Linked DNA regions of Xenopus tropicalis: region 1 is linked to region 2. A link is a contact called in public Hi-C data. All regions are on one chromosome and are shown on one strand. The core of a region is the stretch at or near the end of the contact, and the rest is flanking DNA. Distances in the headings are between cores, read along the strand shown. Region 1 overlaps pafah1b1 (platelet activating factor acetylhydrolase 1b regulatory subunit 1). Region 2 overlaps mettl16 (methyltransferase like 16).

Region 1 (4,766 bases), core at 562-3,061, 130 kb before region 2:
CCCGGGGTACCTAGAGCGATGCGCTTCCTCCTTCCTGACTCGCTCGCGCGCGCATGCGCAGTAGAGTGAAAAGCCGAACATTAACAGAGAAGTCGGCTTCTCACTGCGCATGCGCTGACCAGTGACATTTGCCAGAAAAGGAAGCAGGAATCGCTTGCTACAGGTACCCCAGGCTAAAAGGTAGGCGATTAAAGTCACTTGGGGGTGCCTAACATTTTGGCACCCCCAAGTGACTTAGCCTTTCCTTCTCCTTTAAGCTTTTTGACTGGGAAAAGCCTTTAACAGGCAGAAGGAAATTGTATACATCATTGCTCCAGCATATCATATATATGAACCAGGAACCTGACAGGTATGGAACAGTGGTATGGTATTTGTGAAACAGCTAAAATGTATTTATTTCAACAACCTAAAACCATAAATAACTACTAAATGTTTGTGCCTTGGTGTAATCTAAAAGGCAGCAGCATGCCAATGACAGCAACTGCATCTTTCAGTAGAACATGTATCAAAAATATTTACTGTTGCTGGTTCTCCGCCCAGCAGGGGGAGTTATTTATCAAATTCTGTCCACAGAACAGCAACATAATTATGTAATTCAAAGATTACAATTCAGTATAGTCAAATGCTTAGCTGAAATCACAATTTCAGGTGTATTTCTTTTTCTTTGCTGTGTGGTGAATATTTGTGCTATCGTGCAGCAAAGCAACAAACTCAAAAGATAGACTAAAATCAGTTCCTGCATTGCTATGTGGCAGAAGGCACAAACTTACAGCACTTGGCGAATGTTAACTTTAACTAGGGGTATATTTATCATGCTGTGTAAAAAGTGGAGTGAAGCATTTACCGGTGATTTTGTCCAGGGCAACCAATCTGCAATTAGATTTCAACAGTTAGAAAACCAAAGCAAAGCATTCGATTGGCTGCTATGAGCAACATCACCGTTAATGTTTTACTTCACTTTTAACACTGCATGATAAATATACCCCTTAGAGTATACAAAAAACAGTAGATCAGTAAATCTTACCCAAAGAGGTAACAAAATGTTCATGCGCATTAAGGGTTTTCATGCAGCGTTTGTTCTTGTAGTCCCAAATGCGTATAGTTTTATCATCAGCACAACTAAGAATAAACTTTCCTCCTGGATGGAATTGAACTCCACGCACCCAATTGTCATGGCCAACCTAGTGAGGGGGTGAAAATAAGTAACAGTGTGACCGAGTGACAGTATAAACTAAATAACATAACAGAGTAGAATAAATAACAGAATAACTGAGGGAGCAGTGCTAAGATATAAAATAAATGCTGCAGATTAGAAAAGATCACCTATCACTGTGTTTAACAAATAATCTTCCATTTGTAAGATATTTCTACTCCACTCCATTGGGGGTTTTTGAAAAGTCACAAAAGCCATGTAATAAGCATGGCATTGCTTGTGTATACATCTTTCCAAATGAACATGATGTTCAACTGGGCAGAGACTGAAAGCCTATTTTCAGCTTAGAATATTCCCCTGTTCTAAATGGACACTCCATATTGGGTTATTTTTTTATTTTAAATTATATGGTTAAAGAAGGCTTCTGTTACTTGATGTGTGCCCCATAAGAACTCAATGGCCACAATAAAAATGATGGCTTAGAGATCTAATTCTGCTTTTGGTGTTTGGCCCCACACCCACAGGGATGAATGCAAACGGTATAACAGTGCCAACAACTTGCAGTGTTGCTATGCACTTAAGCTCTATAGAACACACAGTACAACTGCAACAGGAAAACAAAACTGGCACATGCTCTAATGAACATCTCTTAGCTTGCCCCAGGGGAATGGTACACCTCTGTCAGAAGCAGTGTCATACACTAGGCTCTGCGGTTATAAATTGTAGCTGTATCTGAAAATACCAGCATTGCACAATTTACAAAAGCACTGTTAAAGGAGACAGTCAAAAGACATACTCTAATTAAGACACATTTCATTGATTAAAATTATGTTTCCTCGGTTTAAATTGTATTATAGTGTTCTACCTATATAAAATGTTTTGATAATTCCATTTTAAAGAGATCTGTTCTCACAGTTGGAACTGATCAATGGGCTTGTTTTAATGTTTGCCCTTGAAAGGGCAAAGTGCAGAATGCTTTAACTAGATTCTTTAGTAAGAGAATACACTCATTTAAACAAACATAAGGCTTGGTAACCCTAAATTGTAATTATAATTAATGGAGGTTATTTTATAAAAGATTTTCAGTTTTGGAAAAAAATTGCAGTGGGAATGAACCCTAGCGAGAAATGTCAGTGTTTCTGTGGTAATGTGATGTAATGCAATTTTAAGACTTAAAACAAATCAAATCAGCATGCAAGCATGTTTTTAAGAATCTATTGGAGAACAGATACACTTGTGCACACTTTTAAAAGCTTCTGTAAAACTTACAAGTGTCATTAGGCACATGCCAATGCTAATGTCCCACATCTTTATAGTTTTATCTCTGGAACCAGACAGGAGAAATGGGCCGGGTTTACCACTTTTTTTAGTCTGAAATATAAAAGAGTTTACACAAAGCTTAGACTTGAATATTTCAACTGTTGAAGGACGTGACAAACAGAACAGTACATTTACATATCAGTCAAGATGTGAATTTATTTCTGTGGAATTTTCCAATTTTCTCACACTTCACCTTTCAAACACCTGCTTGTTGGTTACTCTGACTTTTTACTGACATTTTCCATTCCTTTCCACACCAAGGGTCTCTAGGTCAACACTTTATTCCCGTTACGTACTTTAGCAGCGTATTAATGCTTTAAACACTGATCTTTGGTTATATTCCCTTTCTAATTTAAAATTAAACTGCTGTAATAGGGCTTTTTTGTTTATGCGGTTTGCCTAGCAACAAGGCATGCACTTTTTGGTGGAGGGTAAAACAAAACAAAAAAAACAAAACAAAACAAAAAAAAAACTCTAGACACAACCCCACACCGTGTAACCTGTAAAGCTCTCTTAGCAGACCAAAAAGCTTGTTCACAAATAAAGAATTTAATTCACTATAACAAAGCCCTGTGTGTTTCTACATTCCATGATTACTATTTCTGCTAATTGTTCACATCCGGTTATCTGGACTTCCGAAAGCAGCTACTTTTTCCTACATATACATACCACTCACACAAGCATACATATGTATACACAAACGTTTTTTATTAATATGAACTTTATGTCGTGTCTCTACGTTTTGGAAATCCATTTCATACCTCAGATCCTGTGGCATCTGATATGGTAGAATATGAGCTTTCTGGTGCCCAAGAAATGCATTCTACCACATGTTCATGCTCTCTAAGTTCTGCTTTGCATTCCTTTGTAGCTACAACCCAAACACGAACAGTTTGGTCATTAGAACAGCTGGCAATTAGTGTGCCATCCTGGTTTGGCCTCACCATGCGAACCCACTCTCTGTGTCCTGTGAAAGTCTTTACACAATACCTATGGCAAAAGAAAAAAGTTTACAAGCTCTATATGGACAAATGTGTACTTGTTATGTGATTTACACAGCGATGCAAACTTAAAAACTAAAACTGCAGAGAGAAAAAGAAGCAAAAAAGAAAGAAAAGCTGCTTTCATATAGACACACTGCAAATGCATAGAAGGTATGAGTAAAAAGCTTGTATGTATGGTCTATGGCAGAGTATTTTCTGGCATTTAGTAGCTGTGACAAGTAGCTGCTACTATGGAGCTCTGTGTGTCTTCGTCCTAAAATTACAATCTGCCTTCCATTTTTATACCTGCAGTAAACAAATCAAAGCTAATTGCAGATTGGTTCATATGGGTTACTGCACTGTGGCAAACCTGTTAGTGTTGGTAAATAAGCTGCAGCATGTACTATTTTCATATGTTAAATTAAACATGCATGGAACAGACACACTAATTTATGAATAGTGTTACAGCTAAGGAAAAGGTGGCACTAAAGTCTGTACCAATGGGGGGAAAAAAAAACCAGTTTCTAAGAAAATCTCATTGGGGAATTGGTCCTTTTCGTGTTATTTTGTCCCCACAAATCAGTAGTCTTGATACAAGATAAAGAACAAAAGAATGCCACCCAATTCTATTTAAATGACATAAAAGACATTCCATAACTTCTTATCTTTGAAAACCCTGCCTATTAAGAAATGTCTGATACTTACCCAGTCTGAACCTCCCACATCTTAATGGTTTTATCCCTTGAGGCAGACACTATATGATCTCCATTGGGCATAATGGCTACTGAGGAAACATTATGATCATGACCTGGTTAAAAAAATAAATAAATACATTAAACATGATATGGTTGGGCTCTGGTTGAGGGGTACATACAGAAGTTTGTAAACAATGTCGTTCACAGCATCCTTTACATGTTCTACTATAAAACAACATACATGTTTATTGATTTCATTCTGCTACGCAGGTGTTTAACCATGGGATTGGACGCCAATGCTGAAATTTTGTGTACAGAACGACATGGTAAAATGAAGTCAATTTGCAGATGCCATATGGTTGACTGCATCAAACACAGCTGTGGTTATGTTATGACTCCCTGAATCCATATATTCCCTTGTAACTTTAAAGAGGATATACTCTTTTCTACAATGGTGTATTACTGTTCCATGTGTGTTCCATGTTTTCCATGTGCAAACAATGGGAAAGTGATACTAGCAATTATTTTGAACACAGTTCTGACATATGGCTGCTAGACATCTGGAATGGTACAGTAAGCGCACACAGGAGGTTCCTACCATGCATGGTCCTGATA
Region 2 (4,343 bases), core at 813-3,312:
TTCTTATTGCGTGAGACAGCCAACCATTTTGTATGTGTCCATTTGGCCGCCTTGGCTTATCGCTTGCCCTGTCCTGCCCAAGTCTGTCACAGTGGACACATGTCCGTAGCAGAAAAGTCACCAGTGTAGCCTGGGCCCAAACATGGACTGATATTATACGTGTCTTCTGGTTGAGACTTGTGCATAGCCAGCAGTAGTGCGTGTCTTGTGTTATTCCCTGCAGATTGCAGTACTTACTTCTATAGTTAATAATCTTAGTATTCATTTTCCTTTAAAACTGCTACAGATGTAATGTTTTCTCTCAGGTTTGGAGGGAATTTTTTCTTCTGTATGCAAACAAACACAGGCTAAACACTGCAAACACATATTTTCTTTGAGACAAGAGGAATGCACACTTGCAGTTTGGCTTCTCTAACCCCTGTGCACTCTCCTATTGTCATGAAGACGGTTTTGTATGCAGCTTGGTTGGGATCAGGTAAAGGTATTGAAATTCTCATGCTTTTTTTCTTGTTTAAGTAAAATAGCATAGAATAGTAAGATTATTTAAACTAAATATCTATTTTAAGCAGGGCTTGCTACCCAGTGAGGGGTACAAAGCAGTCAGTAGGGGCAGGGAGATATCTGAATATATTCTGGAATGCCTGCCTGAAGCCCATATATATTTGTATTTGCATACAACACACTGACACCAAGTGATGCTTGAACCCCCAAGTCTAAAAGTTACTATTCTTTATGTATGTATAACTTTATTTATAAAGTGCCAAAAGGGTACGCAGCGCTGTACAATCTTAATTATGATTAAGATATTTTAATATACTAAAACATACTGAAAGCAGTGGTACAGAGGTTATACATCATTTACACCAGTGTGCCTGTACCTGGGCCAACGCAATGGCCCCAGGTGCAGCCACATTTGTAAGATTTTTAGGGCACAGGGGTGAATTTTTGGCCTGCATTTGTCCTTGTGTGGCAGTGCCCTTATCCTTGTACAAGTCCACATCACATATTGATGTGATGTGATGAGGCAGCGTGTTTCGGGGTTCTTCTTTTTAAATTTTTAAACCATAATCTGCCTGTGTATGGGTTTCTTATCATTAGGCTGCTATACTGACCCTGGCTTTACATCTCTAGCTTGTACAGATCAGATTACTGGCCCACTCTATAGAATACACCATACCTCGCACATTTTGGTTTTTAATTCCTTAGGCAGCTAGACTTCGGAGTTAGGAATCTTTCATGTACCTTATGGCTCAGAATGCCACAGGGACAATACATTATAGGGTGGTTATTATTGATTTTTTATGTTAAGCCCCTTACAAATCAAAGACACCACCTCCTTTCTATCATGGTATATATATATATATATATATATATATATATATATATATATATATATATATATATATATATTGGTGATTTTGTGTGCTTCTTAGGTACAAAGGCTTTAGGGCATTTGAATGTTTAGCATTTGGTGAAACCAAGCTTCTAATGAGAATTTACATTCAGACAGGGGCACAGATAATAAATCCTACAGAATGTTCTACAGATGTTACACAGGCCAGTTGCATTTACCTTTTCTCCCCTGTTAGTCAAATGACTTTGATTGGCGGTAGAGTAGAAGTGAAGACTTTCAAGCAGGACACTGCAATAAACTGTGGCCACGATTAAAAATGGTAGGGATTATGAATGAGTCATATTTGAGAAAATGTCACTTTTCATCAAAGATTAACATACTGTCATTTCTTATTCATAAGTTATCCTTTAACTTCACAATTCCACTTTCCTGTCTCATCTGACTAATGAGCTTATCAGCATTCCTTATCTGTCCTGATCACATATTGAATGGCAAGAGCATAGTTTTGGGTCCACACGTGGCTCAGTTGGCCTCCGACAAATGTGGAAGTCATCAGCTATTATCTGCCAGTGTAAGGGCACCTTATGATTAGGTGCTATATTGACCTTAGCTTTTCATCTCTAGCATAGGCAGAATAAGCAGACATGTAGGAGAGGGTGGTACAGCTCAGTGAATGTTTCCTGCAGTTATAGGAACCCACCTAGTGGTTGATTAGTAGAACTGTACTTAAAATCAATACTAATGTAACATTTTTAGTATTGTGCATACATACATGTCTAGGCTGCACAACTGCAGGTTTGCAAGATCACTGTGGTCCTCCAAGACACTATTGACTTATATTTGTCATATAATTTAATGATCAAATCTGGTATAGAACATGTGTTTTTTCATACATAGACCCCAGCAAATTCAAGGTTTCTTTGTATGTCATTATCAGGTCCCCAGAATATATGACATAGCAGATAACCATCCCACAACATGGACATCCATGCACTAGTTTGACAACATCAATTGCAATTGTCTATGTGCAGTTCAGGTCACTAGAATTTTCAGTGTTTTGACTTTTCCGCAGCAATCTTTTGTTTTTGGGTCCTATTAAAAGACTTAGAGCCCCTTAGGCAAAATTTCAGCCTGGGTCCCTCTTCCTTACTGCAGAGCAACAGTGCTCTAATATTCTCTCTACTGAATCTTTACCTGAAAATTATTTACCATTTTGGACATCCGTATAGATATCTGTCTTACTAAAGCAGCTAACTGAGACTGAGCAACATGTTTGAGTGCCCAGCCTTTAAAGGCAAATGCTTAAACTTCTGTTGCTATATAAGTAAAAGATGTTGATACTTCGCCTACATGTAATGAACCTTTTAATGACCTCCCATTATAATAATGGTCAGTGCTCCAGTGAAAGGGGCAAAAACACATCTATTCTGCAAATCAGAGTGCCATCACCATCAGTAAGCTTTTGTCCTCTTCTCCCATAATCTCATGTTAGCACTTATGCACTTACACTATCAGTGGCTTGTACGTTAAGCTTGGAGCAGTTTAGGGATTAATAGTGCACTGGCTGGAAGTCTTCATTTGCAGTATGGCAGATGCTGGAAGTTGGATGGAATGGCAGTAGATATTTGAATGTATGTGGATAGCATCTAAAACAATGAACCATTTTAAAGTTATAACCAGCAGTATGTCATAGTCACTGTGAAAAATGTTTGGCTTCCTTATAATAATAATTAATAACATCTGCCCATATATTCAGCATGAAGAACACTGGAAATTATTTCTTTTTAAAGAATCAGAATTTAAAATGTTTACAATTTAACTTACATTTATAAAGACACAGGATTTAAGCTTACAACAACACAATTTTTTTCTTTTTTTAGCTGTTAACGTATTTATTACTTTTCTTCAATCAGAATCCTCCGAAAAAAAGAAAGCTGGAAAAACCCCGAAAACCAATGGTGTTCACAGTGCTGGAATCAGTTATTAAACTGTTAGTGGAAAAGTTGCCGAGTGGCTCTGAGGTCCCAGAAAGCATCACGGTGGTTACAGACTGCATAAAGAAAATACTTACAGATTTGAAGGTATGGGTGGAGCGCATCCCATGAACATTGCTTGATACTTTTCATAATTAGACCATAGGGAATGCTGGGCTTTTTATATAATAGCTACTATTAGCACATTAGGATTCTGCCCTATAAAAAAATATACAGGTATAGGATCTATTATCTGAACATGGGATTTTCCATAACTTAAGTCTGATATAATCATTTAAACATTAAATATCTCTGAAACATGGTGCAAATGTTAAAGATCTGAGCCAGTGTTAGGAGATAGAGGCAGGTAGGCACACCTCAACATTCTCACAGGATTTGCTCTCCTGTTAGCAGCTAAGTAGGCACCACATAGCGTATGAGCACAAGCAGTGGCTATTACACTGCAGGAGCATCTTTCTGAGGGCTCATCTGGTGTTTGTTTGCCAAATCCAGCTGACTTAAAGCAGTTACAAGCTGTTTTACTGATAGGCTCCATCACTGTTGGATAAAATCAAGAATGGCCGTTCAGATATTGGGAATAGAAGGTGGCCAGCATCTTCAGTGTTCATTGGAACTACAAGGAGCTCATTGGCCAAGCTATTATAAGCTATGGCTTATATCACTGTCTGGCCCAAAAAACATTTAAAAGTATATTAATTGTACCTATGTTCTGTGCCACACTGAGCCATTGCTTCAGCTGGGTGCAGGCTGAAATGTAAACACCGCCTAGGCGGTGCATTTATCTGCAGGCTGAGGATCAGCACTGTGTGGCATTAACCTAAGGGATATGCAGTCTCTATTGTTATGAGCTTTGAGTTTTTCCCTTATTTAGCTGTGTGCTTCTTATGATTATTAAGGACAATTACTATGTACAGTATATGTATATTGTGCCTTCTGAGCCACAAACTTCAGCCACCTCCAGATGGGTGCATACCACCTTTAAAAGAATCCAGACC

The links. A called contact is a pair of places that touch in the nucleus more often than the background predicts.
Region 1: a contact with region 2 is called in a Hi-C map of liver, with 3 times the contacts expected there. The contact joins two enhancer-like sites. A contact is called at or near these places in 2 of 5 Hi-C or Micro-C datasets (brain and liver).

Annotation. Positions count from the first base shown.
Region 1 is chr2:47,855,721-47,860,486 of UCB_Xtro_10.0, reverse strand. It overlaps pafah1b1 (platelet activating factor acetylhydrolase 1b regulatory subunit 1), which reads right to left. Exons shown (of 11, transcript NM_205830.1): 6 at 4,750-4,766; 7 at 4,162-4,264; 8 at 3,235-3,463; 9 at 2,423-2,524; 10 at 1,025-1,181. Among named protein-coding and RNA genes, the nearest start is that of pafah1b1, 40 kb to the right of the region's middle. Within about 2 kb of position 1,811, at least 1 of the 11 cell types and tissues checked has an H3K27ac peak or open chromatin away from gene starts, as enhancers often do. A contact at or near this core is called in liver, where this site is marked.
Region 2 is chr2:47,731,135-47,735,477 of UCB_Xtro_10.0, reverse strand. mettl16 (methyltransferase like 16) reads left to right here. Exons shown (of 10, transcript NM_001130217.1): 9 at 3,268-3,435. Among named protein-coding and RNA genes, the nearest start is that of mnt, 34 kb to the right of the region's middle. Within about 2 kb of position 2,062, at least 2 of the 11 cell types and tissues checked have an H3K27ac peak or open chromatin away from gene starts, as enhancers often do. A contact at or near this core is called in liver, where this site is marked.